Linked DNA regions of Mus musculus: all the other regions are linked to region 5. The links are chromatin contacts, called in public HiChIP or PLAC-seq and promoter capture Hi-C maps. All regions are on one chromosome and are shown on one strand. Each heading gives the region's core, a stretch centred on a gene start, on an enhancer-like site or on the middle of the called end of the contact. The rest is flanking DNA. Distances are from core to core; before and after follow the strand shown. Region 1 has its middle 18 kb from the start of Cnbp. Region 2 holds the start of Copg1 (coatomer protein complex, subunit gamma 1). Region 3 holds the start of Gp9 (glycoprotein 9 (platelet)). Region 4 holds the start of Isy1 (ISY1 splicing factor homolog). Region 5 holds the start of Ruvbl1 (RuvB-like protein 1).

Evidence for each region. Promoter capture Hi-C pulls out the DNA fragments that hold promoters and counts their contacts. HiChIP or PLAC-seq counts read pairs in DNA pulled down with a chosen protein or histone mark.
Region 1: a contact with region 5 is called in a promoter capture Hi-C map of hematopoietic stem and progenitor cells, with 2.8 times the contacts expected there. The contact joins the enhancer-like site here to the promoter of Ruvbl1 in region 5. A contact is called at or near these places in 9 of 39 promoter capture datasets (the C10 cell line, the HPC-7 cell line, cranial neural crest and 5 more) and 4 of 115 datasets of contacts at active chromatin or transcription factors (bone marrow-derived macrophages, extraembryonic endoderm stem cells, pancreatic cancer cells and 1 more).
Region 2: an H3K4me3 HiChIP or PLAC-seq map of bone marrow-derived macrophages shows a contact between it and region 5, with 9 times the contacts expected there. The contact joins the promoter of Copg1 here to the promoter of Ruvbl1 in region 5. A contact is called at or near these places in 1 of 39 promoter capture datasets (embryonic stem cells), 1 of 484 Hi-C or Micro-C datasets (B cells), 5 of 115 datasets of contacts at active chromatin or transcription factors (astrocytes, bone marrow-derived macrophages, extraembryonic endoderm stem cells and 2 more) and 1 of 9 other capture datasets (adipose tissue).
Region 3: a promoter capture Hi-C map of neutrophils shows a contact between it and region 5, with 2.1 times the contacts expected there. The contact joins the promoter of Gp9 here to the promoter of Ruvbl1 in region 5. A contact is called at or near these places in 6 of 39 promoter capture datasets (hippocampal neurons, liver, neutrophils and 2 more) and 3 of 115 datasets of contacts at active chromatin or transcription factors (bone marrow-derived macrophages, double positive thymocytes and pancreatic cancer cells).
Region 4: a promoter capture Hi-C map of the SN4741 cell line shows a contact between it and region 5, with 4 times the contacts expected there. The contact joins the promoter of Isy1 here to the promoter of Ruvbl1 in region 5. A contact is called at or near these places in 10 of 39 promoter capture datasets (the HPC-7 cell line, the SN4741 cell line, cranial neural crest and 5 more) and 5 of 115 datasets of contacts at active chromatin or transcription factors (double positive thymocytes, extraembryonic endoderm stem cells, memory CD8 T cells and 2 more).

Annotation. Positions count from the first base shown.
Region 1 is chr6:87,866,657-87,870,889 of GRCm38.p6, reverse strand. No RefSeq gene overlaps it. Among named protein-coding and RNA genes, the nearest start is that of Cnbp, 18 kb to the right of the region's middle. Within about 2 kb of position 1,754, at least 152 of the 459 cell types and tissues checked have an H3K27ac peak or open chromatin away from gene starts, as enhancers often do. A contact at or near this core is called in the HPC-7 cell line, bone marrow-derived macrophages, hematopoietic stem and progenitor cells and 1 more, where this site is marked.
Region 2 is chr6:87,886,307-87,890,968 of GRCm38.p6, reverse strand. Copg1 (coatomer protein complex, subunit gamma 1) reads right to left here and starts at 3,029. Exons shown (of 24, transcript NM_017477.2): 1 at 2,897-3,029; 2 at 1,846-1,898; 3 at 1,232-1,312; 4 at 942-1,013; 5 at 700-779. The coding sequence starts at 2,933.
Region 3 is chr6:87,776,580-87,780,772 of GRCm38.p6, reverse strand. It overlaps Gp9 (glycoprotein 9 (platelet)), which reads right to left and starts at 2,703. Exons shown (of 2, transcript NM_018762.2): 1 at 2,597-2,703; 2 at 1,011-1,780. The coding sequence starts at 1,768. The coding sequence ends at 1,235.
Region 4 is chr6:87,836,496-87,840,920 of GRCm38.p6, reverse strand. Isy1 (ISY1 splicing factor homolog) reads left to right here and starts at 2,162. Exons shown (of 11, transcript NM_133934.4): 1 at 2,162-2,277. The coding sequence starts at 2,275.
Region 5 is chr6:88,463,393-88,467,713 of GRCm38.p6, reverse strand. It overlaps Ruvbl1 (RuvB-like protein 1), which reads right to left and starts at 2,305. Exons shown (of 11, transcript NM_019685.3): 1 at 2,046-2,305; 2 at 62-148. The coding sequence starts at 2,186.

The DNA.
Region 1 (4,233 bases), core at 505-3,004, 600 kb after region 5:
CTTTGGGATGGAATGAGATACAGTGTACTCAATACATTAAATAAATAAATAAATAAATAAATAAATAAAGGGTTAGGAGAATTTTAGGGGACAGTGTGTCCATCTTTGAGCCCAATTTGCCTAGGGCACTTGCAATCTAATAAGCCTAGCCTATCAGTTATAGGTGTGATTTCTGCACTCTGGTCATACTGTGGATCAGGACCATGCTTGTATGGAGCCTGTATGTTATACTGAGAAGACATGTTTACCCTCACAGTGTCTGAGGCACGACCTGTGTGTTTACACTGATAAGGACCTGTACCCAGAACTGGGGGAAAACATTTTTTTTTTTTCTTAAGTTTCCCCACTGTCAACAATTCACATGAGGACTCTCCTCCACTCCTTTTCTTTCTTTCTTTTGAAATTAGGTCATCTGTAGCCTGTGCTGGCCTAGAGTTCAAGGCCAGCTTAGGTCATTTAATGAGATCCAGCCACAAAAAGTAAAATGCGGGCTGGCGATGAAGCTCAGTGGTAAAGCACTTGTAGGATGGACAGGGCTCCGGATTCAAGATCTCATAGCAGCAGCAGCAGCAGCAGCAGCAGCAGCAGCAGCAGCAGCAGCAGCAGCAGCAGCAGCAATAGCCTTCGAAAGCAGGCATGGTGGTGTGCATCTCCTACCCCAGCATGTGGGAGATGGAGACTGGAGGATCAGGAACTCGAAGCCAGACTGGGCTGTATGAGACCCTGCCTTAAAACAAAAGGTAGGGGCTGGTGAGATGGCTCAGTGGGTAAGAGCACCCGACTGCTCTTCTGAAGGTCCGGAGTTCAAATCCCAGCAACCACATGGTGGCTCACAACCATCTGTAACAAGATCTGACTCCCTCTTCTGGAGTGTCTGAAGAGAGCTACAATGTACTTACATATAATAAATAAATACATCTTTAAAAACAAAACAAAACAAAAGGTAAATAAAAACAAACAAAGCTTCACTCCCTAAAACACAGTCAGTTTGTGGTGGTCCAAGTGAAGGAAGTTGGTTTTATGAACAGATCAAAGACAGCAGAGAAAAACAACCCCCAAAATGGACTGGTGATTTCAGCTCCGTTCTTGTGACAGAGCAATGGGGAGCCGATGGATGAGTGAGTTACCGTCCGGGTTACTCCTGTGTGAGGATGGAGGCAGGGGGAGCATCATTACTGCTCTGACTGATGCTGTCTGTCAGGAAATCCTGTGTTATCTCGCTAATGCTAATTTCTCAGAAAGTCAGATAAACCTATGGGTTTCACTTGGTAACTGGAACTTTACTGTGAGTGGTTCCATTCTGATTTTTTTTTTTTTTTTTTTTTTTGGCTTGGTCTGTTGGAGATGCTTAGTCCAAAACTGTGGACCCCTGACTGGACTGTGACTCAGTGGTTAAAGTGTGCACTTAGCATAGGAGAAACCATTGGTTCAGACCCCAGCACCAAACCAAAGCGAGAACACCCATGGCCTCCTGGAATCTTTATTTAAAATCCCTGAACGGAAAACACCCCTGGAGATCTCAGCGTGAGCACTTATCTTATAGAAGAGGAAGCATGTCCAGAGAGGGGCCCCAAGAGTTCCTGCCCTTAGCAGATGGCACACCCCCTGGCTAGCCCCCTGGCAGTTTCATGAAGAGCGGTGCACATTTTCTGAGGGTGCTTCTTATTTTCCCAAGGTCCTTTCTCTTTCTCTTGGTCCATCTAATGTCTGAGCAGAAAGTCCTGCTGGAGCCAGGTGACTCAGAGCTCAGGATGACAGGGCAGGTTAGGGCTGTGCGTGGCAGAGACTACTGGGCCACTAAGAGAAGGGAATGAGTCATGGAGGAAACCAGAGAGGCTTGTGGAGCTGGGCCAGCAGCTCGGCCTCAGGCCAAGATGGGCCCAGCAGCTGGAAGAGCTGGAAGAGGAAGGATCTGAAGAGGCAGCTCCTGAGGGAAGAGTCTGGGAGGGTGGAGGGAGCTTGCATCGGGCTGGTCAGTTACAGGGATGTGCGTTTCAGCTCTGTGACGCTGTGGGGCCATAGAAGTGTGGACCCCTTTCTCTTTTGTCTTGTTGGCCAACTATTATGACACGTTTTAACCATTTTGCCACCTCAGACCTTCCTTTTGTATTTCTTAAATCATTTTTTACACGTTCAGCTCAGTAACACTGATTACATAAATTGCAATACATGCAATGATCGTTGTTTCCAACATTCCAAAGGGAAAATGGCTCTCTCTTCCCTTCCCTATACCACCTGGTAATCTCTACTTACTTTGCTTCTGTGGATTTGCCAATTCTAAGCTAGCTGTTTGTTTGCTTGTTTTTGCTTGTTTGTATAGGGCCTTACTATGTCCTGCCAGGCTGGTCTGAAACTCACAATGGCCTTGAACTTGTGCTTCTCTCCTGCACATTTGCTTAAACTCTCTGTGTAGGTAAAGATGACCTCCTGCCTCCGTCTCTTGGGGGGTTGGAATTAAGATTATGGGCATGTGGCACCATGCAGTTTATTAGTATTGAGGACAGTCCTTGGCTTCATAAATACCAGGCCAGGCCCTCGTTTTAACTTATCAGGACAAGGCCCTGTGTAATACAGGCTGCCCTAACTTTGCTCTGTAGCCTATCATGGACTTGAACTCTTGATTACAGGCAGGAGTCAACATGTCCATTTTTTTATGTATTTATTGTGACAAAGTCTTGCTATCTATGGAGGGCTGGTCTTAGACTCATAATCTTTCAGCCTATGTTTTTGGAGTGCCAGGCTCACTGGAAGTTCTGAGCCCATTGGAAGTTTCTTTTTTCTTTTTAATTTAGGGATAATCTCTTAAGTTTCTTCCAGAGGCAACAGTAGTTGTGGTTTATACATTAGTTTAGTTACAGCAGTAAAGGGGACTAAAATACTGTATTTAGAAAATACATAAAAACATATATTAGAATGTTAAAATAGAGTACAAGAATAAAACAATATTTTACACGTGCCATTTCATAAAACCTACAAAATTCCTGGTACCTACTAGTATATACTTTTAATTTTTTTTCTTGTATTTTTAAAAATTATATATATGTGTGTATGTCTCCATGTGGATTTGTGCATGTGAGTCCAGGTGCCCTGGGAGGCTAAAAGAGGGTGTTGGGTCCGATGGAACCAGGTTTACTTGTAGCAGTGAGCTGCCCAATGGGAGTGCTGGGATGTGAACTCAGGGTCCTCTGGAAGAACACTTGCTCTTCACTACAGCCATCTGTCCAGACCAAAGCACACAAGAACAACAGCTGTCCTCAAACTGCTAACTCCACACTGGGCCATACATCTAATCCCCCATAAGATAAATATGATTTTTAAAAAATTGATACAATACAATAAAATTGGTTTATCTGGGTCTGGAAGCCTAAAGTAATCTGCATAGGGATTTTGCTGACTCATTCCCGTTTATTTCTCAGAAGCACAGCTCTAGAACTCTGGCTTGCTGTCTGAGAGCCCAGATAAAGTAAAATGTCTAAAAGGATTCAATGTTTATAGTTCCTCTGACTCAGCATACTTTTTTATTCCCTGTTGGCAAAGAAAACAAAATGATTCTCTGAGGCTCTCCACTATCTCCGGCAATAGAGCAAGCTTTGAGGTCCCTTGTCCAAAGGTTCATCCTTGCAAAGGCAGTATGAGGGACAGTGGCCGGGGACAGTGGGCACTGGCCCTGCTCCGCTGGGGCTGCCCAGAGCCTCAGATTGCCTTGGCTGCTTCATCTGGAGAAGTCAAGCTGACTTGTTTTCACCTGAAGCAAAAGAAGAAAAGGAATAAAAATTCAGAGAAGACTTTAAAAGGGTTGGACACAATAATCCTAGCATATGAGAGAGAGAGACAGAGACAGACAGACAGACAGACATAGACACAGACACAGACACAGACACAGACACAGACACAGACACAGACACAGACACAGACACAGACACAGACAGAGAGGGACAAAGAAAAAGAGAGAATGATTTCCTCAAGTTCATGTCAAACCTAATCTATATAGTTGAGTTCTAGGTCAACCAGGGCTACATAGTGAGATTTGTTTTTGTTTGTTTGTTTGTTTGTTCTAAAAGACATTTAAAAGGAGAGAGTTCTGGCATGTGATACAGTACTGTGAACCCCTAGGACACTGCATCAAACTAGTCAGAAAGAGAAGTGTGGTGCACACAGAGGCTGGGGAGGGAGACAGTGTTTGATGGGAACAGGGTTTTAGTTTGAAAAGATTGGAAAGCTGTGGAGATGGGT
Region 2 (4,662 bases), core at 1,780-4,279, 580 kb after region 5:
CCGGACAGCACCTCAAACTCTCTGTAGCTGGACTGACAGACGGGTTTATGCCTCCTGATGTGGATGCTAAGAAATCAGCCAGAGATCTTAACCCCTGAGCTATCTTTCCAGCCCCAGGAAATATCAATGCCCCTGACTCTGGCTGTATGGTCCCTCTCCTCAGATAGCAATGTCAAGAAGAAATAGAAGAACTGGGTAAGAGGCAGGGATGTTGTGTGGTTTTGTTTTATTTCATTTTTTGGAGACATCTTGCTATGTAGCCCAGGCAGGTTCAAACTGGCAGCCATCCTCCTGTTTCTCCCAAATGCTGGGAGAACAAGTGTGCAGCACCAGGTCCAGCTGTGACTCTCAGTTCTCCAGGACACGGAGTATATATTCGTGACGTCTGTCCCTAAATTACTCAGCCTAGCGCAGAAACCAGTACTGGCTAATAGACTTGCTCATTAACTTCCTGCACCCTGTTTTTCTTTTCCTTAGCACTATCTAAAGACTTATGAAAGCTCCATGCTGGTTGTATTGTCTAAGGAGGAAGAAGAAAGGCAAGGCCTAGGAAGTGAGAAATAAGCAGACCATTCTAGAGGCTGGCATAGGGTGGGCTAAGAGGAAAGGGCACAGAACAGATGTCAAAAGGCTCTTGGCTGTACATGTTGTCTCTGTCAATGGATCCCACCAGAGGAGCCACCCCTGCCCAAGACATGCCTGCTTGTCACAATGATGACATCCTCAGCGATGCAGGACATCTCCTTGATGGTCAAATAGCACATGCGGCGGAGTGTGGGCTGAAAAAGGCATGGAGAAGACCTGATCAGCTTGGTGGGAGAGGATTAGAGTCAGGAGAAGCCTGATTCTGTGGACGGCAGTCTATACTGACAGGCAGACCTCCTGCCACCCTGCCATGGGTGCAACATCTGCAGAAACGCACAGATCATCAGTGTACTTACATCATTGGACTGGAAGAGCTTGGTCATGGCAAAGAAAGCCTCAGTTGCTTCCGTGGTCCCCAGGTGCTCCCCCTGTGGGAATCAGAAAAGCCACAGGTTTGGACAGGAGGTCAGTAGGCTAGACCTTTGGAGCCTGCAGGCACTTGAGCACAGGCAACAAATGAGAGCCGGAAACTTAAGAGGACCCAGGCCTAGACTGTTGGTTCCAATCACAGAGCTGTCAAAAGCGTAAGGGTACATCTCCATTTACACAACCTCCCCTGTATTCCCTGCCAAGTTCATCTTGTTACCTGGTTTATGAGATAAAGGATCTTGGTGAGGATGTGAGCACATTTCCGGGGATTGATGGGAGTTTCGTTAAAGACCCGAGCCTGTGAAGAAGCAACCATTACCTCTAGCCTAGTACACTTTTCTACCACAGCTGCCCCTCAGTTCATGAAGGGCCTAGAGAACCATAGGGTACGTATTAACTCAGTCCACATAAATGTATTCTCAAGTGGGAAGAGTTTATTTATTTATTTAAGATTTTATTTAAGTATACGAGTACACTGTCGCTGTCTTAGACACACCAGAAGAGGACATCAGATCCTATTACAGATGGTTGTGAGCCACCATGTGGTTGCTGGGAATTGAACTCAGGACCTCTGGAAGAATAAGCAGCCAGTGCTCTTAACCGCTGAGCCATCTGTCCAGCTCCCAAGAGTTTATTTTTCTTAATTTATCTACTAACCATACCAGAAGTCTTCCCTTGGGCTGCCCTAATACTAGCCACACTAGCAAATACAATGAATAAAGTCCCATCTTCCTGGACCCAGGCTTTATAAACCAGCACTCCATGTATGTTAGTATCTGACAGCAGGGCTGGCAGGTATTCCTGACCAGACACAGGCATGGTGGCACTTGCCTCTTGGAGTACGGCACTCTTCTCCAGGTGCTGGAGGGGGTTGGAGCCTCCACCTGCAGTGCACAGAGAAGACTGATTACGGTTGTGATCTTGAATGAACTGCTTTTCTCCTTTTTCCTGTGCTGACACAGACTCTCATGTATCGCATGCTAGCCTTTAACTCAAAATGTAGCAGAGGTCGGCTCTTGTGCATCTGATCTTCCCGCCTCGGCCTCCTGGTTTACATGGTACTGTGGATCATACACAGGGCTTCACCCAAGCTAAGCAAGCACTCTATCAACTGAGTTACAGCCCCGAACTGTGACCCTAAACCTGCCAAACACGAGGAAGAGAGAAGGAAGTCTCTATCATCTACCAGAGGCCGTCAAGGCTCTCTCACAGTCACCTAAGCATTCTTTCTGAGCATTTTAGGGTTCAATAATTGGCACTGATCTATGCAACCAGAACTTAAATGAATCTATGTGTCGGAGACAACCAACACTAACTAACCTGTGACTGAGTTTCCCTGACAGCAGATATTACATTAAAAAATTATGCATGCGATTATCTGGTTACTGTCTGGGCTCTCCATCCTAACATTCCTATTGCAGGCATCTAGTATCGAACTTGCTTTAGCTACTGTAATATTATGATCAGTGAGGTGCCTGATGTTCAGTAATTGTAGTTTATTGAATGAATGAAACGGTCAGGGTTATTAACTGTAGGACTGGTTACACCCAGATAGGCAAAGAATTATCGCAGCAAATACCAAGAGGTCGGGTGAAATGCAAGGTAACATCCAGCCTGGGAACCTCCTCTGACAAGATGGGGAAACTGAGGCCCAGAGAGGAGTGTTACCCGCACAAGGTCACGCAGAAATCCTGGCCAGAGCTGGAGAGGGCAAACAGCACGTTTCCTCCGAGAACAGATATAGATGGACCTGCGCACAAGCCCCTGCCCCTCTTGGGCCTCGGATCTGGCTCTGACAGAGGCCCGGAAGAAGGAAGCCAAGGAAGGTCCCATGAACCCCTACGAGGATCTGACCTCCCCAGGTCTTTCAAGGGGCCCTCACCAGACTCCTCGTCCTTCTTGTCGAATTTCTTCAACATGGTGTCAGCGGTAGCTCCACGCAGCAGGAAGATGCTCAGAGTAGCGGTGAGAACAGCTTCTCCCTGCGGCTTCCGTACTCCCGCCCGCCACGTCGCCCTGAGCACTGCACTATGGACTGCGCCTGCGCACTCTGTTGTCTGCGCCTGCGCACAACTGCGCCCACCTTTTTCATTGCCTGTCCGGAGATTGCCAAAACCTAGGTGGAAGAGGGCGGAAGGGGAGGGGTGAGACCCAGGAAAGTGGGCGTGGCTAGACACTGGAGGCGGAGCCTAGACCTGCGGTTGCGGGTGCTCCGCTTCTGCGCCCCCTTGTGGTCCTGTGGCTGCTGTGTTTGCAGTTACCCCTGGCTGAATTTAAAGGGCATTCTGATGGGAGGGTTGCATGCAGCACGCTGACCCCATACATGTTCCCTGCTACTCTTTATTGTCATTTTCCGGAAGTAAGTCTCACTAATAGGTTATTTTTCCGCCACCGGTAAAATGAGCCAATTCAAGTCAGGTTAGAATATTTTAAGGGCAAATTTATTGGGAAGCTGCTCTCAAACAAGTTCACTGGCCCCAAGGATTGAGGCCAGAGGAGTCACCATGACAGAGATGGTGGTGAGAGGGAAAAGGGCATCTGTTGCTAGCCAAGGAACCGATTCCATCCGAGTCTAGCTTTGTAAGGCAATGAATAGAGTTATGTACATTTGTGCTTTAACATTGAGATATAACTGGACATAGCGAGTAATTTCAACACTCATGAGGCAGAGAAAGGAGGATGAGAAGTTCAAGGCCATCCCCCTGCACCAGACCTACATGACTTCCACCTCAAAAAATAGAGCCAATGAGATGGCTCAGCCGCTAAGTTAAGGTGCTTGCTGCCAAGTCTGAGGGCCAGGTTCAGTTGTGAAAATTATTAAATGAGTCTTTTCTACCAAATACTATAAAACTTGTGGTTTGACAAGGAATTCAAATATTGTTGCTGACAAATTGGCCCACAGAGAAGATGAGTATTAGGCAAGGGGAGAGGGTGAGGCAAGCCAAGCCAGATAGTTAGGGGAATTTAGCAGCTCTGACTTGATAGCAATCAGGCCATTTCTGTAACTCTGACTTACTTATTAGAGATCAGGCCATTTCTGTTGCTCTGACTGACTAGCAACCAAGAGCGTCTTTATTTACACAAGTTTCACAGAACAAAGACAAGCTAATGATTATCCAGTAGTACAAAATATGTCTGACTTATCATTACATAACCAGGGTTAAAAGCTCAGTTACAAATAGAAAATATAAACAACAGATTTTATTCTTATTATCTGCCCTATAACACCAATTTAAAGAATCTAAAGACTGTCTCCTCCAAAACAAACACACTTACTATGTGGCAGGCTGCTTGTAGGCTGGCAGTGTTTGCAGTTTTAAAGCACTCCAGACAAACAGGAAATATCTGAATTGGTCTTTTTATGAGCTGCAAAGATGACTATCTAACTTCATTATATGTTTTATCATGTAAAACATGATTAAACATGATAAACATAGTAGAAAATGTTTATTTTAGTCAATATAAATTGTTTACTGAGTTTATTCCTCCAGGGGTATGCCCTGTATGACTCCCTGTCTTTAAACTCCATTTTCAGAGAGCTTTAAGCCTATAATAAAAAAGAGACATTGAATCTGTAATCTATTTTGGACAGAGTTCATCAATTGTCTGTTTGCCCTCCATCAGTTATCCTTCGTGAGTTTGCTCAGG
Region 3 (4,193 bases), core at 1,454-3,953, 690 kb after region 5:
TGAGATAGAGTCTCACTATGTAGCCCTGACAGCCCGGTACTCACAGGGAACAAACCTGCCTCAGCCTCTTGAATGGGTATTGGAACACACACCCCGTCTCTGCTTCCCTGACCAAGAAGGGAACAGTACCCAGGTTCAGTTCTCACCTCCTTGCTGACAAGATACCTGAGAATGTGTGAGGAGTTTCACACAGGCCTTAGGCCCAGGAGTAGCTGCCAGAGTTCATTGTTGTTACATGTGCCCATGGAACGGCTGATTTCTAACGCAGGGTCCTGTTGTATACTTGCCCCGCTTGGGCTTTCTGGTGGAACCTAACTCACATGCCCACCGCGACTGGCATGGTTCTTAGCTCATAGATAAGTATGGAACTTCTACAAGTTCTGAGAGAGAGAGGGAGAGGGAAGGAGGAGAGAGAGAGAGAGAGAGAGAGAGAGAGAGAGAGAGAGAGAGAGAGAGATCATCCCTAGGATACAAGTCTGATAATTACTGCAGGATGGGACCAAGGCTTTGGAGCCCTGTTTTGGACCAAGACTGGTGCCAGCATTTTGGGAAGAATTGTTTTCTCTTTTGCACAAAGAAACAGGTAGAGAGGAAGAAGAGGAAAGAGATCAGGGGAGAAGCAGGGAGCCCCCCCCCCCCACTCCATGCCTCCCATGCTGCAAAGAAGCTCAGACACCAATTGGGGAAAAGCGCCATGAAGATGCCCCTCACCCCCTGATCTCTAGTTCACTCTGCCCCACTCACTGCTCTGCCCAGTGAACTTGTGCGGAGCCTGGATGGGAGCTGAAGGCCCGTGTGGGGAGGCTGCCAGCAGAGGCCTGAGAGCTGGTCCCAGGGCCTGGCTCAGGATGTCCAGAGATTACAGGATTTGTATGACTGAGTGGGAAGCCTCCAGGAGAGAGTAGCCTCAGTGCTGGGTTAAGTCAGAATGAACCCAGGTTTCTAGAAGAAGCCAGACTTAAGAAAATATCTATTTTGAGGTCATATAAAGGCTGTGTAGAGGGTTTATTGTCTTTTAAAATTACATTTATTTATTTGTGTGTGTGCACGGCAAGGCTGTGGAGGTGAGATTTAGGTCTCTCCTGGGGATAAAACCCAGGTCTTTAGACTGGACAGCAAGTGTCTTTGCCCATGAGGCGGCCTCAGCCTGCCCCCTGTGGGCTTTTGATGGCATGGGCTGACTGGGGCTGATGCTTCTGGGGACCTGGGCTCTCCCTGGTTTTATGGGCTAGGCTCAGTTCCTGGACTCTGTAAATGTGTTCAATAGACCAGCCAGCAGAATCAGGCCCAGCACAGCCACAGCCACTAGTGACACATCCCACCACACCCCTGGATAGGCCCAGGATGGTGGCAGCTTCCAGCCACAGCTGCCCAGCTCATAACCTGTCAGCTGGCCCAGCGGGCGCCTGGTGGCCAAGTCAGGGCTGGCACAGTACACATGCATTAGGGCCTCGGGCATGTGGTCCTCCAGCCAGAGGCGCAGGTAGGTGAGGCTGCAGTCACAGTGCCAGGGGTTGTGTGTCACATCCAGGTCCCACAGCTGAGGCAAGTGGTCGAAGGCACCTGGTGGCACTGAACGCAGGCTATTGTTGGCCAGCAGGAGCTGGCGAGTGTGCGCTGGTATCACGGGCAGGGCTGTGAGGCCTTGCCCCTCACAGTTCACCTTTAACCCCATGGTTTCCAAGGACTGGCAGGTACAGGGCCTGGGGCAAGCCTGAGTATCTGTGGTCGCAGGCCAGAGCAGAAACAGGAGGCCCCAGGTAGTCATCCAGGAGGCAGGCTGTGGGCAGAGCAATGAGATTAACGCTTGTCAGCCTGTGCCAGGATACCTATGCTGGACAGGGTCTACACTTTTTCTCCAGGCCTCAGCAGCGTGTTGGGTACAGCCCAGGAAGAGTGGTAGAGAGGAGCAGGGCCTTCTTGGTCTCTGGCAGAGATCCAAGCCTCTGCTCAGATAGGGAAACAGGGGACTGCTAAGGGACTCCAGTCTTCGTCCCTGGCCACAGAGAACAGGAAATGTCTTTCTGGGCTGTACCCAGTCCTTTGCCTGGGCTGGGAGTCAGGCCAGGGAATGCGTTCAGCACCGTGTCCACTCTCCCATGATGCCTGATTCAAAAAAACCTTTAGGGCTCGCAGGGCAGCAGCACTGATGGGGAACTCATAGACCTGTCTTGAAAGCCACTTGTCTAGGCTAAGGCCCAGAACTGGGAATGGGAAGCTTAGAGAGGGAAAATACTTGCCTAGGCTCACCCAGAAGTCCATGGCAAAGTCCAGAGTCAGGAAAGTGTCTCATGGCCATGTGGGTCTGCCTGGCTTGCAGCCCTTTCTCCTGGCTTAGGGCTAAGGGCCGTTTCCTTTGTCTGCTCTCCTACCAGGACCCACCTCAGAGCAGGCTTCTGGGGGTGTTCACTGAATGACTTCTGAATCTTCATTCAGCCAAGTTGCTGGTTAACAACTTAGAGCAAATGATCCCCCACTTTCTGTCTTTTAGCAGAGATCGTCCAGGGAGAGACAGACGTGTCCCCTCTCTTTCTGCCAGCTCAGCTGGAGTGGACACCAGGCAGGAGGTCATGCTGAAAATAAGGAGACTGCTTACCTGTGAGGCCTTGGCTGGGGCACACCTTTTGTGGGCTGGTACCATCCTGTTCAAGGCTGCGGTGGTGGTGGTGTGTGTGAGCTGTGTGAGCTGGCAGTGTGGCTGCTGCCTGACAGGAGGAAGGAAATGGTGAAAATAGCCTGGCTTATCCCCTAAAGACAGCCCCGAGGGCCTGTCAGGGCCAGGAGGCACCCAGAGTCCTAGGGCCTTGGACATAGAACTGTAGACCAACCCCACCTTAAGGGAGGGGTACCTCTGTACCTCAAGCAGCCTGTGGTCTTGTGTGATGGGTCTGTGGGCCAATCAAGGTGTCCCTTGCCTGGTGCTAGTAGTTGGGGAGGACTTCCCGGAGGAGGAGGAGGAGGAGAGTGATGGCTGGCTGTGAGTTTTCCTTTGTAGATTCAGGCGATGGTCCTGATGCTTTTACCTCCCCAGGTGTGGTGTGAATGTCTATTTATAGTCCTCCCTCTCTCTAAAGATGCTGAGGGAGGCTCCTTTCTCTCCATGGTGCCTTTTGCACCTGTTGGGCCCCTCTCTTTCCTGTTTCTCACGGAGTTGCAGGTTTGCAGGGCTGAGCCTCTCGGAGACAGGAGACTAATTTATCTCATGTTACTTTTATAGCCTCTTCCACTTGAGCATGATGTCTGTTTTCACTCCCATTTCAGTTTAATGAATGGTTTTGGTATTACAAGCTATTAATCAAAATCGGACCTAATGGTGAAATAGAATCATTATGCAATTAAAATTCAAATCTGCATTTTTTTAAACAAATCATAAAACCCCCACAGTTGTGAATATTAACCAAATCAATGGATTTTTAGCAGATGACAGAGTTCATGGGCACAGAACGGGGGCCACTGGTGAAGCCTGGGCTGAAGTAACATGTCCAGGAGCTGGGGCTCCTGGGACTGTGGGAGGAAAGATGGACCACTGGGGAGAGTGAGAGACCCCTGATCAACCCTGTGGTCACGGCTGGTGTTGGCCAAGATCAACAGACACAATAAAAGTATCCTGGCTCCTTGATCTGGAGAGATTCAGGCGGGTGTAGAGTTGGAGAGGGAAACTGAGGCAGGGAGCAGCAGTGCCACCATCTAAGGCACAGGGACAGAGGCTGATATTGTGTCAGTAGGACAGAGGCCACCAACATGGTCTGCTGCTGGATCCCTGTGCACTCTTCATGGAGAAGTCATATGGGCCCAGGTCAGGGCAGAGGTGGACAGCACCTCCTCCTTCTCTTACACAGTCCTCTCCCACTTTCGCAGGCCAGCTGCTGCCCTCCCCTGTAGACAGACAGGCCTTTGGACCAGGCTGGTGGCAGGACCTATTGAAGCCCCATGCTCTCTTTGCAGCATCTGTCCACTTCTGCTCTCAGAATAGGGGCTGCATATATACAGAACTCTCACTGGGTGAGCTCTGGTTCCCCAGGGCTGGCTGGGTCCCCTCTGGCCCCTGAGTCCTACCTGCCTGGAACCTACCTTCATACTCTTGTGAGGACTCTGCCCCTGATTGGCCTCAGCCTCTGTGAGTGTTTCTTCCCTTTATGGTAGAGCCTTGGGCATCAGGAATCTTCACGGATCTGCCCATCTTCAGGGTAGCT
Region 4 (4,425 bases), core at 913-3,412, 630 kb after region 5:
TTGAGGCTAACCTGAGCTACACAGGCCAGCAGAACAACCTAGTGACACCCCCCCCATGTCTTAATGTGAAGAATGACCATTGTTTGGAATAAAATATTTTAAGACAATGGCCAAAACCATTCAAATTCAAAAATTCCTCTCCTTAAATTTAGAGAGAATTGGCCTGGGCCTGGCAGTGGGCTCTCGACTGCTCATGATACTGCCAGTTCTCAGCCTAAGCTGGTGGTTCCTGATTAGGGTCATCTCTCAGAATAAGGAAGGGGGTGGGAAATGGAGAGGGCTGGGGTTTGTTTTTAATGTGCTAGGCATTTAACCTAGTGTTCTTTCATTTCATGGGAAGTAGAGGAATGCTCATCTCTGACTTCATTTCCATTGGCTCCCCCTCCCCCCAGCCAGAAAAGGTCAGAACTCCACAAATCTCTGAATGTGAAATATCAGTGCTTTAGCAATGCAGAAATTAAGAGTTAAGGCAAAAATTCTTGGGGCTCCTGACCCAAAGCACCACCGACAATCATTTGGTTACATCCCCACAACCTATTTGGAAGAAGTGGGGGACACAGAATCTAGTTGGGTGACCGGCTGCCCACTTACATATATGTTCTAAAGTATCTGTCAGAACCTGTTTGATCCTGAACTACTAGTTCACGCCTCTGCTGAGATCTTGGAAAGCCGATATAGTGAGCTGACCATGGCTGAGATGTACAGCCAAAAACGTCTGCCAAATGCATACCAAAACAAATATTCTGGTTCCTGTCACCTACATCTGACTGCAAATGTCACTGGTTTTTAGCTCAATAAATGCCGTATACCTGAGCTTTGATGCAGTGTGCTTTGGGACAAGAGCCTGCCCACTAGTTGCCAACTAATAAGGGACTCTAATTTGGTCTTATATGCACGGTGGTAACATTCTTGCATGGACTATGACAGGGTACTCTCCTTAGTGTTGACTCAGTGGGAGAGCCCACCACCATTTCCAGAATCCATCTCTGCTAAGTGACTCACGTAGTCTCTAACTTCCCACTTGCTCCAGGTAGCTTTTTCTTCTCTGGACCTTACTCCGTATTTCATTTTCTTCTCATTACGTTTTTGTTTTTCGAGTCGTTTCGTGTGGCTATCCTGGAACTTAACTTTGTAGACTAGCTTCAAACTTCAAAGATATGCCTGCCTTCTGAGTCTTGGGATCCAAGCTGCCTTTTTCTTTAGTTTTTGAGGCAAGTTCTCACTATGCACCCCCGGCTCGCCTGGATTTCCTCTCTATGAAGACCAGGGTGTCCACCAGTTCACAGAAACTGGCCTCTTTTGCCATCAAAATGCTGGGATTGAAGGCATTAGCCAACAAGCCTGGCCTTATCTCTGTATTTTATTTTAATTAATTAATTAATTTGTTTTTTCGAGACAGGGTTTCTCTGTGTAGCCCTGGCTGTCCTGGAACTCACTTTGTAGACCAGGCTGGCCTCGAACTCAGAAATCCGCCTGCCACTGCCTCCTGAGTGCTAGGATTAAAGGCGTTCGCCACCACCGCATCTCTGTATTTTAAAAGATGTGGTCTCTGCCTTCTGGGAATGTGTGGAGAGAGAGCTGATTCCTTGGCTTAAATGTTTCTTTCACGATCACATCTGTCAGTTTCATGGAAACAGCCACCTTTAATAAAGAATAATGATAATTATACACGTTTCTTAAAAGGAGGACGATCATAGTCTCAGTCACTGTTCAGCTCCAGGTAAATGGCAGGCAGCGGTGAAGAAGCCTCCCAGGAAGACAGGTTCGCCCCAATGGCTATGGTTTGCCCCAGTGCCTGCGCCTGGCGGGTCCAGGCAGGTGACAGAACTCCACGCAGGGTCCCTAGGGGCTATGAACACTCAGTGCATTCAGAGAGGTGCAGTCATTTTCAAAAAGGTCATCTGCTGTCATAGAAGACTCAGGAAGGGCAGAGGCAGGCGAATCTTTGACCGCAGTTACCAGCAGAACGAAACCAAACGACAAATGACGCACACATTCCTGCCGCGCAAGCGTAGTCTTGCTGACTTAGGCGCGGGATGACGCACTGGACACGCGTCGGCGGGAAGCCGCCTACCGAAGCTCCACTGCAATTCTCTCCCCTCCCTCGTCCTCCCTCCCTCGCTTCCGGTCCTTAATTTCCGGTCCTTTCCATTTAGTCTTCCGACAAAAAGACCAGACTGTCCGCTGTTTTCCGTTCCCGCGTCTGCCTGCCTTGTTCCGGGCGCCTGAGCACGTTGCGTTGCAGAGCGGCGCCAGGGCGCCCTCGCCGGCACCATGGTGAGTGCGTTGGGGAAGGGATGGGGCTCACGGGGGACCCGAGGTCTGGGCCAGTGTGCGGCCTCGGGCTCCCTGGCCTATGCCGGGATTCTTTTCCCACCTGGCGTAGCTGTAAGAAATGGCAAGAAAACTGAGTTTGGGAGCTGTATTGCGTCTTGGTGGTTCAGTCTGGGTGAAGCACATTATGCGTAGAGACTGAACGGCCCGGGCGTTCTCAGGTTCCACGGATAGGACCTTTTAAAGGGCAGGGTCTCCACGCCTTTGCTTGCCTGAAACCGAGGACAGAATCTGACATTCTCTAGACGTGTGTGACATAACCGTGAGTGAATGAATAGGATGGGCTGATCTGTTGAGAGGTTGTGATTCTCGGTTTCATTCACTCAAGAAGCGTTTAATATGGAAGTATGAGATCAGACACAGTGTTGGTTCAAAGAGGCGCAGTTACTGTAGTAATTTCAAAGTAAAGTGTCCGTGGACCTCGAGAGATGGCCCAGTGATCAAAAACCACTTCACTTTGGTTCCCAGCACCCACATGGTTGCTTACAATCATCCAAAACTCTAGTTTTAGGGGATCCAACACCCACTTGTTAAGTGACACTAGACACTCATGTGGTGCACTTACATGCATACATGCAAAGCACTCATACACATACAAAAAATATTAAAAAATTAAAGGTAAAAATCCCCTTAAAAGTATACGGAGTGGCTTTCATACTTCTGAGATTTATTGATGTCTTTGAAATCTGTATAGTCTTATCTACAAAACCAGCCCATTTTGGTAGATATTTATCTATATGCATATACCAAATTATGTTTAAGGATCAGGTGTAAGTATATGCATAACCACGTGCAAAATATGGACACATTCAAATATATAGGCCTTCTTGTCAGTCTGTGCTTTATAATACTAAGTAGAAAAAAAACATTAATACACTTTGGGCGGGGTGGTATTTACACATACATAGGGGCAAACAGATACATACTCCTGTTAAATAAAACAGATGCATAAACATTTAAGGAAGCCATGGAATGCTTACAGAGGATGTTTTGGACACTACAGACTGTTGAGAACAGAAACCTAAAAAGGAGAGGAAACAGTGGTCTTGAACAGCTACTTCTGAAGGAGGGTGTGTCCTGTATTGATGTCATGTTCATATATCCACCTTCCACTGGCCAGGTTCCTTTCAGAGTTGATTGGAAGGGGCAATCTGAAGGGCAAGTTAAATTAAACTCATCTTGCTGACTCTCTAGACTGTGTGTCTGTTTCTGCTTGACTTCATGCGTTTATCTGAGTAAGTCATCATAACGTTGCAAGATAAAAGCTACAATATGTGCTGTGAAGGGAAACTTAGATTTTGGTGAGACCACGTCTCAGTGATGGTGAGAGGAAGAGCTAGGAGCAAAATCTCTAGTTCCAAATTCAGCAGGTGCGCTTTCTGTGTAGTTCACAATCCAACTGAAAAAAACTGTTCTCTTCCTGATCCTGTGTAACATTTAGGGACCATTGACTTAACACTGCTGCGGCAGCACTTAAATGAACATCACTTTGCAAAAGCCAGTCTTGATGCTCTCCTCTGATAGCCACTGGCAGCAGACAGACAACTAGGCTGTTTTCTGGTTAGAGTGGTGTATGGTGGTGCATACGTTATCGTATCAGGAGTGAGAGAGGGGTCAGAGAGGTTAATAGATATGATCACAGTACATTCTGCACATGTGTATGATTTTAAAAAATAAAAACCAGCCTGGTGATGGCAGCGGCACATGCCTTTAATCCCAAAGATCGGGAGCCAGAGGTGGCCAATCTTTAACTTCAAAGACAGTCTAGTCTACAGAGCAAGTCTCAGGACAGCCAGGGCTACACAGAATATGCTGTCTCAAAAAGCCAGAAACCAACCAATGGTAGGTTTAGATTTTTTACAACCTATTTTTAATGAGGGTTCTTAAATGTTTTAATGTCCCTTCTAGTCCATCATCCATCAGAGGCAGTGGAAAGGAAAGATTAACAGAGCAGAGGAGGATGTGTACCTGTTGAGAAATAGTTCTTTGGAGCAAATCTAATTTTCATTGTCAGGATATCAGCATTTTAGTTTACACAGATCAGCAGTATTAGCTAGATCCATTCACAAATACCATCATGAGTCAGCAATG
Region 5 (4,321 bases), core at 1,056-3,555:
TAAACATCAATATCAATGTCTTGGGTAGCTTAAAAAAGAGAAAGAGAAAATGAATGAACACCTTGCCAGTTCCAGGAGGCCCCGCCAACAAGACAGCTCTTCCAGCCATTTTCTTGCTTTTGATTAATTCTACAATGACGCCACATGCCTGCACAAAACAGAAAGAAACAGTCAGTCTTAAATGCATAATGGTGGAACCAGCTCAGGGCTTGGTCCACACAGCTCGCACACTCTTTTGACACGAGACAGCTGTGATACCAGTGCTGTGCTGTGGAGTGGAGCGGTGGAGGTGAGGTAGCAAAGCCACGTGCTCCAGCTCACACCGTATAGTTGCTGCCACGAAGAGAGAAGGGTAATGAGACGCTGAGTGGCTACCGAGGGCTGGGGGTGGGGTGGGGGTGGAGGGGGACTTTCTCATACATTGTATGTAACATTTGAAGCCCTGGGCAGAAGTCTACATTTCAGCCGGGCAGTAGTGACACATGCCTTTAATCCCAGCACTTGGGAGGCAGCAGCAGGCAGATTTCTGAGTTTGAGGCCAGCCTGGTCTACAGAGTAAGTTCTAGGACAGCCAGGGCTATACAGGGAATCCCTGTCTTGAAAAAAAAAGAAAAAGAAAAAGAAATCTACATTTCAGACAAAAATTGCAAACTCAAAATAACCAAAGCATAAGTTTGGTATGTCTAAGCGACAACATGCTGCAGCAGCCAAAGTATAGTGAACAGAATGGAAAAGGGGAGGTTGAGGCAAGCAGGGACCAGCACAGACCTAGTACTTAACAGAGTCTGCAGGGCTGTGCATTCCAGGCCAGTTTGACTACAGCAACATTATCTAAACAAAAAGGGTATGTATGCTATGAATCCACCCAATAAAAGAATTGGCAAGGGCTGGTGAGATGGTTCAGTGGGTGAAAAGCACTTGTAGTGTAAACCTGAGGACCTGAGTTCAATCCCTGGATCCCACAGTGGAAGGAAAGAACCTCTGACCTCTACCAGAGCACCATGGCAGTCACATGACTGCACTGCATTTGCGCACATTTTGTCAAACAGGAAAAGAAACAAAGAAATATCAGCTAAGGAAGCCAGGTGTAATGGCCCACACCTTTAATCTTAGCACTCAGGAGGCAGAGGCAGTCGGATCCCTGTGAACTCAAGGCCAGTCTGGTCTACAGAGTCCCAGGACAGCCAGAGCTACATAGTGAGACTGTCGTGAAAACAAACAAAAATAAATACCGGCTAACATTCAAAGAATAGGAAGGATAAGATATGGAGTACCAGAGGCTGCTGGTGTGGGTGCAGATGCAGGTCTAGAGCAGCCTCTGAAGTCACATACACAGAAATGTCACATGGACAGAAATGAAATAAGAAACAATAGACTCAAAGCTGCCTGGCCAATAGAAAGCATTAAACTGCTACTACCTGCTTGCAAGAAAAGATGCAAGCATGCTAGGGTCAAACATTTCCCTTTTTGGATAGATGATGCTCTTTGCTGCTGGCACTTTCTGTGTGCAAGAGGCTGAGAAAGCAGTCTTCACCACATGTAAAAAAGCAAGTTTTTGTAGACACTGAACCTCTGCAGAGTTCAGAGTGGAGGAGGCTGAAGAAATGGGAAGAATACTGATTTGATGGGGGTTAGGGGGAGGGAGATACCAGCCTCATTACTGCTAAACTGGCAGGTGGTTAAGCGGCCTAACCCACCTTTAACTTCTTCATGTGCAAAACAGAACCGATAGAAAGACCTGGCATGACTTTAGGAAGACTGACCTGGAAAAGCTGGAGTGCTTGGATGGGGAATAGATCAGACAGTCCTCACCGCTCCACTTAACAGATCAGCTCCCAGGCCCAAAGAACCCATATCAACTCTGAAAACGTAGTCAATTCTATACTTAACCGCACAGCCTTCCACTGCGTTTCCGGTGAGGTCTAATTTGCGTGCCGTGACCCGCAAAGGATGCAGCCTTTGCTCGCTAGTGTGATCCTTACTTCTTAGATCTTAGTGGATCCTGGTCCCGCCGCCCACACCTCGCGCACAAGCCCCACGCCCACCTCTCTCGCGTTCTCCTGGCCCACGAGACCCGAAGCCGCCTGCTTGGCTAGGCCGCTCTCGTCCAGCCCCAGACCCTTCACGTGGCTGTGGGAGGCGATGCGCTGCGTCTTCGTGGTGCTCTTCACCTCCTCAATCTTCATTTTGCCGAGTGTCTAGGAACACAACCTGCGTGGAGTGGTAGGAACTACCGCACGCCAGGCGCCTGGGTTACCACGCGGCCGTTACTAGGCCGCTCTCCTGGACCCGCCCCTATCAATATGTCATTGGGGGAGGCGAGAAGGCTTCGCTTTCTATTGGCTAAAAGCTACGCTGGTCACGGCTGCTGAGTTTCGCCCAGTAACTTCCGTCTGTGTCACAGGATAAGTTCCCCCAGGGCAAACATTTCCTGCCCTGGCCACATTTGACTGAGAACTGCTTAAGTACTTAAGCACTATTAATGTGAATGACAGGTTTTTAATTATAAATGCCTCTTTTAATGCCTATTTTTTTTCTTTAGAATAACATATTTGTGCCAGGGTGAGTTAACTTCTTCACTGACAGATGTTAAATCTTTTCCAGGTGCTTGGATGTCCTGAGAGAATCATCAGCAAAGCAGCTGCCCAAACTTCTCCAGTGCTCACCGAATTATTTAGACACCCAGAGAATGCCCCACTGCTCCCATTTTTTTTTTTCCAGAATACACTAGATCCTGAAGGCACTATTCCAGCCAAAACTTTTCAAACACTTCATGCCATAATTCTGGTCATCATATGCCCAATAAGAACCTTAAAGAAACTCGGCGGTGGTGGCGCACGCCTTTAATCCCAGCACTCGGGAGGCAGAGGCAGGCAGATTTCTGAGTTCGAGGCCAGCCTGGTCTACAGAGTGAGTTCCAGGACAGCCAGGGCTATACAGAGAAACCCTGTCTCGGAAAAAAAAAAAAAAAAACAAACAAACAAACAAACAAAAAAAAAAAAAAACCCTTAAAGGAAAAAAAGGAAGGAAGGAAAAGAGAAGATGTGTTTGTGTAGCCTTGCCTGGCCTAAAACTCCAGGGCCCCCACCTGTCTCTGCCTCCTGAGTTGCTGGCATTAAAGGTGCTACCACCATACTCTGACCAGATATTTTCATCAGTCTGGAGTGGGTGCAAGTCTCCAGGTAGGTGAACAAAAGCTGCCTGTGAATGGTGAAACTATGGTCCTTCATTTGAATAATCAACGGCTCTGATATTGGTGCAAATATGGTAGTTTGTTTTCACAATCCACCTTGCCATAGTCCAAATTTAATGCTTCATTTTCAAGAAGGGCTATACTAAGGACGGCAAACACTCTTGCTTACTCTCTCAACATTCTGGCTCTCTAAGCAGGTGTCCCTCACTTTTTTTTTCTCGAGACAGTGTTTCTCTGTATAGCCCTGGGTGTCCTGGAACTCACTCTGTAGACCAGACTGGCCTCAAACTCAGAAATCCACCTGCCTCTGCCTCCTGTGTCCCTCACTTTCCTCACTTTTAAGTCAGCCAGGAGACACCTTCCTGTGCTGTGCAATGTGTAGCTGTGGTGCAACTTTAGGCCCATTGTTTGATTTCTCAGTCTTTCCACCTATATTAATAGTATTGTGGGCTGAGCCGGTAATATGAAGAAGACAAGCCTAGAGACTGTAGCAGTGAAGACTGTGATGAAAGGCAGCTAGAGAGTTCTAGAGTAAAATAAAGACAGAGTAAAAATAGAGAGTTTCTAGACTGGAAGCAGAAATGGCATGTGACTGGCAGCAGAGAAGCCAGAGGCAGGGATTGCTAGACAAGTTCCAAGGAGTGCCAAGTCTTTTTAAATTTTTTAAATTTATTTTTATTTTTATTTTTGGTTTTTCAAGACAGGATTTCTCTGTGTAGCCCTGGCTGTCCTGGAACTCACGCTGTAGACCAGGCTGGCCTCGAACTCAGAAGTCCTCCTGCCTCTGCCTTCCAAGTGCTGGGATTAAAGGCATGTGCCACCACTGCCTGGCAAGTCTTTTTATTTTATTATTTTATTTATCTGTGTGGGTGTTTTTCCTGCAAGTATAAATATACCAGGCAGTGCCTAAGGACATCAGAAGAGGATGTCAGATCCTCTAGAACTGAAGTTACTCATGGTTGTGAGCCACCATATGCGTGTTGGGATTTGAATTTGAGTCCTCTGTAAGAACACCAGTGCTTCTAACTGCAGAGTCATCTCTCCAGCCCAGGGATCTTTAAGTTCTTTTTTAAGATGGATCTGTCTATCTATCTATCTATCTATCTATCTATCTATCTATCTATCTAT